Linked DNA regions of Gossypium arboreum: region 2 is linked to region 1. A link is a contact called in public Hi-C data. All regions are on one chromosome and are shown on one strand. Each heading gives the region's core, a stretch centred on a gene start, on an enhancer-like site or on the middle of the called end of the contact. The rest is flanking DNA. Distances are from core to core; before and after follow the strand shown.

Evidence for each region. Hi-C and Micro-C count contacts between places; a contact is called where the count stands out from the background.
Region 2: a Hi-C map of leaf shows a contact between it and region 1, with 4 times the contacts expected there. The contact joins the promoter of LOC108452125 here to the enhancer-like site in region 1. A contact is called at or near these places in 2 of 5 Hi-C or Micro-C datasets (both in leaf).

What each region holds. Positions count from the first base shown.
Region 1 is chr8:93,057,033-93,062,598 of ASM2569848v2, reverse strand. It overlaps LOC108470210, which reads left to right. Exons shown (of 16, transcript XM_017771483.2): 15 at 1-98; 16 at 219-638. The coding sequence ends at 458. Among protein-coding and RNA genes, the nearest start is that of LOC108470210, 12 kb to the left of the region's middle. Within about 2 kb of position 2,773, at least 2 of the 2 cell types and tissues checked have an H3K27ac peak or open chromatin away from gene starts, as enhancers often do. A contact at or near this core is called in leaf, where this site is marked.
Region 2 is chr8:93,903,924-93,909,300 of ASM2569848v2, reverse strand. LOC108452125 (ubiquitin C-terminal hydrolase 22-like) reads left to right here and starts at 2,728. Exons shown (of 3, transcript XM_017749886.2): 1 at 2,728-3,968; 2 at 4,134-4,258. The coding sequence starts at 3,106. LOC108452141 (actin-related protein 2/3 complex subunit 3) reads left to right here. Exons shown (of 5, transcript XM_017749898.2): 4 at 1-44; 5 at 605-939. The coding sequence ends at 747.

The DNA.
Region 1 (5,566 bases), core at 1,524-4,023:
AATTTGTTCAGCATTTTGAGCTTTTACAAAGAGCCTGCATTCCTGATCATGTTTCGTACCTGTCATACAAAGAATCAACAACTCATGCTCGCTTTTCTGTGAGTTTTAAATAAGATCTTTGCCTTAATTGAATGCCACTCAGGGGGTTCTCATTTTATCTTTGTTTTAATTTTTTTTTTCCCTAATGCATTAGATTTCACATTTACATTTTGATCCAGACGCTAGCTATGTATAATTACTTCAAGGATGCTCAGAGGATCGCAAAGGAGGTGAAGAGTAGCTTCTCCAACGATCCAGAGAGGTTAGCTGAACTCCGAAAATTAGAGCAGGTAGCAGAACACAACAGTGTTGCTCAAAATGTCATTTGTCGGTTAGGAGCTCTTGACCCTTCACTTAAGGTGTCATTTGAGTTCAGCCATCATCCATTCTTTGCAACTGTTGTTGTCAAGAGATCTTAAAGGTGTTTACTTCTTTTGATGATCTCTACCAATTTTGAAACACACATACTTAGGAGTAAGAGGCATTTGAGTCCCCTGGTGTAGCAATTGTAATATTAGCTTGTTTTAAATCAATGTTCTTAATTTTTACTATAAAGTATTATATGAATAATTCAGTTGGAAATTAAAAGCTAGAAATAAGCACATTATTTTTATGTTAGTTTTTTGTATTCTTCTCCCCGCCCAAAATCTTGACTGATCTTTGTAAATGTTATATTTGGTCAACTCAACATCTGTTTTCTGGCATCTGAGGACTGCCTGCCAAATTCAGAACTAATGGTTTCTTCCACTTTTAAGTTGCTAGGACTTCGTGTGGTAGAATGTCAGAGATAGCTTTCCAACCCCTATTATTAATACCCTTGTTTATTTTCCCATCCCTAATACTTGGAATTCTTTCTCTGTGTGAAACAATTTGCATGGAAAAAGGGTTGCCATTAAGCTCAACTACCATATCTATATATGCTGGAAGATCGAATCAGGAATATTATCGTCGGCAAGGGTTGGTAATGCTAGCTCATTCGGTACAAAAATGCATAGAGATTTGTCGTTTATTTCGGTTTGAAGTCACACCCGATCATTCAGTCTCCACTCTGCATTTCTTAAAATTTGTGGACTACATTCAGTTTTATTATTGTTATTAAATTTATTAAAGTGTAACATATATAATCTATGTTATTTTTATTTATAGTAGCATGCATATAGAATTCGAAGTGTTAATATTGCGATTTGTATGATTCTTATTTTTTCAGCTAGTTGATATTTAAATTTATATCTATCAACTAGTTTAGCATCTTTGTACTAACATTATTAGTTTGTGCTGATGTAGCCTTAATGGTCTATCAGATAATATAACGTGATTGATTTCTTAGTATATCACACAACAAACATAAATAAAAATAAAAAATCTTAAAAAGTACATAAATTAATAGCAAAGGAACAATATTTTTCACATCAAGCATGAACCTGGACAAATTGGTAATTGTCCGATTCAAATGTATTTATAAGTTATTTTATATATTTTAATTTTTTATAAAATATTTGGACAACTATTTATCTATGTTCTTTCTTGATGTGAAATTTTTATTAATTTATATATTTTTAAAGTTTTTAATTTTTTATTTATGTTTGTCATATGGCATACTAAAAGGCTATCACGTGTCGAATTGGCTACTAGTGCCATGCTGCTATAAACTAATAATGTTAGTACGAAAGTATCAAACTGAGTGACATAATACAAGTTGAAGTACCAACTAAGTACAACAAGTGCAAGGGGAAAAATATATATTAATCCAATTTAAACTTGTTATACTTAACTACCTTGTTAGGAGGGCTCACCTCCAACGAAGGCTCACCTGATTAAGTATGCGGATTGTCACAGGGTGATGTTAAGGTCAATTCAGAAGTAACTTTCATTACATTCAATGAAGGTTTTCATTACTTTATGACTTGCTTTAAAAGAGTTGAGTCAAGTCATTTCTAATCATCTTTAGATAAAAGTAAACCATGACTTTATCACAACACTTGTCTCAAAAGGATCCATTTCAAATCTTTTTGTTTTACAAAACTCTTCATTCCTCTAATGGTTTTGTCTCTTGTTAATTTTGGAAAATAATCTTAGGATTAAAAGTATTTTTGGAGTCGTAAGAAAATGCTAAACAGGTGTTTTTTGACATTAAAAGTGCTTTCGAACCTAAATGCAAAGGCTTTTTTTTTAGCTTTTGTGTTTAGGAAAAGCATTTTGTGTCAAATGATATTTTAACCCTTATTTATAATTCAATGTATTTTATATAATATTTATATTGAGAATATAATTATTTTTCTATTGAAATTTATTTCAAATATAAACATTATATATTTAATTTTGTAATGGTTATATTTTAATATTTAAAATATAAAATATATATTCAAATACATTTTACTAAATACTAATACTGATTACTTAAAATATTTAAAATTTATATTTTATATATCAAAGTATTAATAATGAGTTAAAATAAATTTTTTTATATTTATATTAAAATACTATAATACTAACGAATTTAAATATTGTTTAAATACATATTTTACTTTATAATATTAAAATAAATATTAAAAAAACTTTTTAAGAGAATACTAAATTATCCTCTATCTCTTCAAACCTCACTAACAATTACGAGCAGAATTAGCTTTAACCTCCTCCATCGTTACCTTTTGTATCAATAAAACGAACTAAAATAATAACGATAAATCAAAATTTGTTTTAATATTGTAGAATATACAGACTATATTTGAAAACCCATTTAAAGATATACTATGAATTTAGTACTACTATCTTTGAAAACTCATTTAAAAATTTTATATGGAGCAAATATATATATTTTTTTCACATCTCTGCCAAGAACAAGCAAAATCTTGTAGGTCCAAAAGATTTAATCTGGCGGATCAGAAATTCGTAAATGATTAAAAAAAAAAACACTTGTGTGGAGTCCACCCAACAGCATCAATTTAGTAGCACTAACATGGTACAGAAACAAGAAGAATAAGTCGAACTCAAATGAACTTAAACTGGACCCACGTTATTAATGGTCCACTATACACTTATTTTATTTTTTAATAAATATAAAAAAAGTTAAAATTTATCATATTATTATTTTTTTTTCACTTGAAATTTACGATATCGTATCTGAGCTAGATAGTTTGGCTTATTGAAAAGAATTTGTGAAGAAAATTTCCTGTAAGATCGTTCCACGTGGTTATGAAATTTGTTTCTAACGAGTCTAATCAATTAGTGGCATTATAGTAACAGTTCATTTTTAGTCGAATTAGAACAATAGTTTCGGGATCACAAATTTGAGATCGAAATATTTATTTTATTATTATTTTGAGGTCTAAAGCATGATAGTATGATTGTGTGAAAATTTCGTTAAGAAATTTTATTGTTTGAATGCTCAATTTGATAAAAAGACTAAATTGCGTAAAGCGTAAAAGTTGTGTTCTAATAGCTAAAGGTGTCTAATAGCTATAGAACTTTAAAGTGGAGGTCCTTAATTGATAATTAGCCCATTTATAAAGTTAGTGGACATTATTGGACATGTATTAAGTGACTTTAATGATTTATAATCAAGGTTAAAAGTGTAATTTAATAAACTAAACTAAGTAAAATAAAGAAAACAAAATGTATCATCTCTTAATCCATCTTCTTCACCGAATTATTGAAGAGAAAGAAGCCATTTTAGAGTTCTTCATTCGGCCAAGGCATTATAGTCCAAATAGGTACGATTTTTGTCCCGTTTTTAAAGATTTTTATGTTTTTGAGATCGTTGTAGCTTAATCTAGCTAGACTTGGGACTAATTTGCAAAACTACTAAAGGTCTAGGGTTTTAACATTGATGAATATGTGTGTATTTTGATATGTGATGTTAGAAAATAGATGGTTGTTGTTAGATAAACAACATTTGTTAAGTGATTTTTTGATAAAAATTTTAATAGGGATTTAATTGAGAAATCTGATAAATTGTGTGGTAAATTTGTGAAATAATGAAAAATATGAGCTGCTATGAGTATAGGTGAAATTCAGCTAGCATGGGTATGGACTTAATTGCATGAATTTTCATTTTTATGAGCTAGGGACTAAATTGTAAAGAAGTCTAAAGTTTAGGGGAAAAGTGTAAAATTGCCATAATATGAAATTTGGATTAAATTGAATAGAATGATAATTAAATAAGTTAAATTTGATTATATATAGATCAAGAAAAGCGAAGTTCAGAATTAGATTGGGGGAAAATAAAATATTGGATTGATAGCTCGTTTCTCTCTGTATAAATTCGAGGTAAGTTCGTATGTTAATAAGCATTAATATAATTGTGTTTTAAATGCTTTATAAATGCATTAATTGTGATTACGACTTTACAAAAATGTTCGACGAAGATTTGGCAATTTTTAAATCCCGGTTGAACCTTAGGAATAAATAGGATACAAATGACATGTCATTAGCCGATGGCCGAGTTATCCGGCATGTGTTGCGGATCCTCATCAACTTGTGTGAGTAGCACCGTGTAGTTACGTCTTGACCGTCAGCTTGTGTGAGTAGACCCATTGATAGCTCGAGAGTGAGCATTATATGAGATATGAGATTGAGATGGCCTCGGCCTGGTATTGGCACTTAGGGTGCGAGATTCCTGAGTATCCGATATTATTCCAAATGGTTCAACAAGTATATTGAAGATATGAGAGAGTAAGAGATTGATACGTATCAGTGTAGGTATTTATGTAAATCGTATAAGCATTGAATCTATGTAATTTGTGAGTTACATGATCTACTATGTGGATGAACATATGTTAGCCTTGTGATTAAGTTGAATTGTATTGTATCATGATAGATAACTTAATTGGTGAATGAATGGTAGGTTATAATTATTAATCATATGAGCATGAATGAATGGTAGGTTATATTTATTAATCATACGAGCTTACTAAGCTTTATAGCTTACTTTGTTTATTTTTCCATGTTTTATAGTGTTTTCGAAGCTTGCTCAGATTTGGGAGTCATCGGAGATCTCATCACACTATCCAACTGCCATTTTTGGTACTTTTGAACTTGTGTACTTGGTTATATGGCATGTATAGGAGTTGTGATTAATATGGTTTATATGTTGGTAATGTATTTAGCCAATTGATTTGGCTTGTGAATGATAAATGTTTGGTTATGTGTATAGCCATGTGATTTGGCTTATTTTGGTATATTTGGTTATGTATTTATGCATATATATATATATATATATATATATATATATGCAAATAGCCTTTTGTTATGTGGTTGGAAGTTGCTATGTGAATGCTTGTTGTGGATTGGTATTTTGAGTACAAAATGGTTGAATTTTGAGTTATGGTATGCTTGTGGTTTTAGGCAAAAAAATGCATAGTTGAAAGTGACCATTTAGGTGATTTACAGATGTGAAATTGGTAGGAATTTGATTGGCTAATTGTGATATTTGATTGCCTTGTGATTGTTGGTAATGATATAACATGAATTGAACTTGTTTTAGATGGGTTGAAATGCCTATTGAAGATATGATAATATGCAATTTGGT
Region 2 (5,377 bases), core at 1,479-3,978, 850 kb before region 1:
TTTTCCGGGGCTTTTTGTGCTCCCACAGTCTCAAAAGGAAGCAGGTAAATCTGTTACTATCTTCTTTTTCATTTGATATATCATTTATGTGACATTGAACTGAAGTATAGGGTACTTGTGACGCATGTTCCAAGCATCGTAGTGAGTTGTACTGAACCCTTTTAGTTAGCTAGCTGCCTCTTTGTACTTAAATCTTTTTCTTGTCTTCGGGCAACAATAGATCGACTTGTTTTTGCATGGAATATTGAGAATTATGCAAATAAAACGTACGTTCTACTTTCCAGTTATTGTTTCATATAACATGTGATGCAATCCTTGACTTTATGGCTTATGCTCATCTTAACTTGAAGGATCAAGTAGTTTAAAAGTCCTCACTTTTGGTCAACATGAAAATGTTGTCTGTTGTTTTTTTGGATATTGCTTTCTCTATCAGTATGCTGCAAGTGTTGGAGGAGGTTTGCAATGCTTGGAATATTTTTGTAAAACTTTTCATTTCTGTCTGCTACAGCAAATTCTTGATCCTTTCTGATGTTACATTAACCACTTCAAGTACCAAAGTTTTGATAACTTGCTACCATATAATTCGTTTCTTTCTTAAATGCAGAACTACTCAGGAGTTATCTGAAGCAAATCAGAGAAGAAACGAGTGGGAGATTGTTGAGTGTTGCCTATAGGCCCAATGGAACTCCAAATAAATGGTGGTTAGCTTTTGCGAAAAGAAAATTTATGAATATAATTATTCCATGAAATGAAAAACGTTGTATATTGAATCAAAAGTAGAATGTAAAAGCCTACCAAAGATTATATGTTTTGAAATGCCTGTAAAACAATTAACATGTACATTTCATCACTTCCTTTTGATGGAAATTCATGTGTTTGTCATCTTGAATGCTTCATGAGACAAGGGAGCAGAAAAGGATCATTTTAAGCTTCTTACAATGCTTTCTGCCTCTGATATTAAACTTGGTTATGAGTTAACATCTGAATTGTTTACTTGGACATGTAGCTTATAAGCACACAACCTAACTTAAGGACTCTCCAAATATGTGGAAAAGCTCACCTGAGCCTGAGTAACATGGCATCCTGATGCCTCAGGTCATTACCTATTATTGACATTTTGAAAGCCTAGTACTCAAAGGTAGTCTGTCTATATGTTGCAATGAATTATATGGTTCTTGCTTTTGCTCTGCATTGGCAATAGTGTAAATGCTTGTTTCTGTTATCTTGTGCAATACAAACACTGTATCAGATCATATTAGAAAACATTTGACAGGTCTTGGAGCTGCCATTAGCTGTAAGAATTTCCTTTCATGTCCATGATGTTAGAAGTTCCAGGTACATGTTCCTAACAAGTTCCATTCTTGCTGGTGGCTCTTTATTTCTAAATTTGATGCACCCAAAGCTTCATTTACATGAAATATTAGTTGCCTTTCCTTAATTGCCAGCCTAGAAGCTGAGCAAGCATTGCTAAACCCATTTAAAGCCAATGATTATCGACGTTCCTTTTGTTATAGTTGGAAAAGAAGCTGCCATGATTGATGTTTATGATCTTGGTTGTGCTCTCTGCTTACATTGCTAAACTGAGACTGTCTTTTATGTCAACCAGTGGATGATATGATGAAAAGACTAACAGTAACAGGTTTGATCTTTAACCCTTTGGTCAAGGTGAAACTAAAATGTCTATACAAGGTGGTTGGGTGGACTTGTCAATTCCAGTATGTCTCATAGTTAATATTTAAAGTATTATATTTTTATACATATAAATTTGTGTTACAAATATTTATGTTGGTATTATTGGATTTCGATGATAACGGGCAGTGGTGGTTTAGTTACCAGACAACCAAATTATTGAGCTTTGGTTGGTGGGTTCATGAATAGTCTCTGGGACTATATCATTATAATTATAAAAGGAGAAATGGGGGTCCTCGCATGACTGCCGAAATGATTGGAGGCCATGTGATTTCCAGGATAAGGATTAGTAGTTTATTAACTACATATTAGCCACCGAATTTAACCCAGGTTAGCATTCTTATTTTCAGTCGAATATTTATATCATAGGAAAGGATCGATTTCAATTTTTGTTAAGTGTCAACTTATAAAATGAATACATAAATGTTTCAAATTATATGAATTGTTAATGTAAAATATGGATATTAAAATTTCTTACAAAGATGCGTCATTGCATTGTAGATATGATGACCCTCTTCCCTGCCTTGAGATACAAGTGCCTATGAGGAAAATGATGCCCCCTTTATCTGCTTAAAACCAAATCCTACCTTTTAGTTTACTTCACATGAAAGAAAAAAAAAACCCAAATATCGTTGATCAAAAGGATAATATTAGCTTAAATTAAATATAGGGTCCGAAATTGTTAAGAGTATAATATTCAAATTGGTCCATTTAATTTATCACCTTACTTCAATTAATCTCTCATTTTATATATAAATTGATACGAAAATAGATATGAACACTAAACGCAGCATGTAAAAAACAAAACATAATCCAGTATGAAAATTACATTATTTTAACACAGACATGAATATTTTAAATTATGTATATAATAAAATTACTAATATATCAATATTTTTACAAATATAAAATACTGTAAATTGTACCAAAAATAAGATGCTTTATAATATAAGATAATACACAAATTATCATATTTATTATGTCGGAAAAAGGACAAAGAAAAGAAGAAAACAAAGGAAATTACTACTATTGAAAAGAAAGGCATAATTTATTATAAAAAAATAAAAACACCAAAATGAATGTTTCCTTCTTCAGCAAGTATTCAATAGCTTTTCTATTTTCTATTTCATTCATTCTTGGAAGAATGCATAAAAAATATATATACATAAAAAAAGAAAGACAAAAATTACATTTTATTTCTAAAAAGATACATATGAAATCCGATCAATGCATGAGCATGGACAAGATCTGATACATACTCCCAACATCTTCTCATCAAACTCAATGCTCCTTGACTATCAATCGAACAATCTCAGCCGTTGATCTTCCCCTTCCCTGATCCAGATCCATGACCCTTATGTCCTTCATATCTAGGGTTTCTATTCCCAACGCGACTTTCACCACCCCGCCACCACCATGTCTTCCAAGATCAACGGCCACGTTTCGCCTCAGCCGTGTCCTCACCTCCTCGACTTCCGTTTCCGCAACGGCCCCAAGCCCTTTCGCGCCCTACATGATTGTATCCGCGTCAAGCCGCCCGGCGGTCGCGCCGCCATAAGGAGGGAACCTTCTGAGGTCCCACGATGCGGCACGTGCGAGGAATCTTCCCGTTCGAGACTCTACGCGTGCGTCGCATGTGCCGCAGTGTTCTGTCACGCGCCTCTTCTTCACTCCCACGCGTCTGATCACGCGCTTTCCATCCCTGGTCATGAGATCGCTGTAGACGTCGACAGAGCTGAGCTATTTTGCTGTGCGTGCGGTGACCAGGTATACGATCGCGACTTCGACGCTGCCGTCGTCCTCGCTCAGACTGTCAACGCCACCGCAACCACCTCCACTTCCGGATCCACCGCAATGCAGTGCAGCGTTGCTGGATCTCAACCGGAGAATCTACGAAAGCGCCGTCGAGTAGATTATCGTCCGTGGGAGCCAGATTCAGGAGAACACATCTCCAGGGGAAATCAGTCGATCCCTCTTCTGGACGCGACGAATGCCTCATTGGTTTCGTCAACACAACAACCTTGGGGATTACGTGGATTGAATAATTTGGGGAATACCTGCTTTATGAATTCAATATTACAAGCGTTGCTCCATACGCCGCCTTTGCGAAACTATTTCTTAGGCGATCGACATAATAGATATTATTGTCAGCAAAAAAATGGTGCTATTAATGGCACTAAAAATTCAAGATTGTGTTTGGCTTGTGACATGGACGCGATATTCTCGGCTGTTTTCTCGGGGGATCGGACTCCTTATAGTCCAGCTAAGTTCTTGTACAGGTTAGTTTCGTCAAAATCATTTTTTAATAAAATAAAATCTGAGAGTAATAAAAGCCTTTTTTTCTTCCTTTTTTTTGTATTTTTTATCACTATATTGGTATTGTGTGGGTTGCTAGTATTTGTTTTGTGGTAAAAGAAGTGGGATTAATGTTAAGGTTTTTGTAGTTGGTGGCAACATGCGGCAAATTTGGCTAGTTATGAGCAGCAGGATGCCCATGAATTTTTCATTTCCATGCTTGAGGGAATTCATGAAAAGGTGGAGAAGGATAAAAGGAAGTCCCAAAGTCCAGGTGACTACCTTTCTTACTGTTGTAAGGTTGTGGTAGTGACTTTAAGTTGCATTTCTAGAATGCGATATGAATGCTTATGCTAGGATTGTTCATAGGTGGAGTTTGAGTGTATTGTTTATATAACGTAATCCATTAATTGAAGCAACTCTTAAAAATAAGGAGTTTGATTTTGGGTCCGGATCTTCTTAAGCTCTTCACGACTTTGTAATTATTGGCTAACATTTGTTCAGTTATTAGTAATTTATGTGCTATTTGCATGCTTGTTAGTTTCTCCGAAAGGTGTTTGTTCCGGAAGGATATTTATCTTTTGCATTGATAAAAAAATGTGAATGTTTTGAAGTGTAGCACGTCAAGTTACTAAGGTAATCGTCTTTAGTCTAACTTTAATCAATGCGGTACCCTGTTGACTTCTACCAGGCCATGTTGTCTGTAATTCCTAAGACTTCACTGGGTTGTTCATTTTAGTTTGGCATTCTGGAAAAAAAAAAATTGTCTGCAACTCTGCATTGGTCAACTTGGAATTACAGTTAGGATTATTTGTCTGCAACTCTGCATTGGTCAACTTGGGATTACAATTAGGATTGGTAAATTTGGTTAGGAATCTTCAGTATGGTTTGTGCTTAGGATGGGGTTGTGTGGTGCTGTTGTGCTTAATTGGCCAAATCATAGTTACCAGGAGGCATATGTGAATCTGCATAGAATAAATTCCTGGAGAATGTAGTTAGTTGAAATGCAGAAATCATGCAGTGAAAAACTTGCTGCTACGTTAATGCAGTCATGTCAGCTAATGTTAGTTTGTTCCTCTTTACTTAGTATATATTTTTTTTTAAATCAACATCAACGGAGATTTTTCTCAAGATTAAGAAGTAACCCTGATATTAACTGCAGGGCATGAGGTTTAGGTCTCGTCTTTCTTGCCCTAGGAGTTGGCAAGTGCTCTCAGATTTAGGACTGCAGGCTTGATGATGTCAACTGCTTTACTTCTGTAAGTCAACCTTCCTTAGCCTACTTGGTTTCATCTTAGGAGTTTCTCACCTCACTCAATTCTCACATTACTTCCCCTTTGTCATGTATAGGATCCCATCCTCTAACAAGATTGATCCTGGTCCCAAAAGAGGA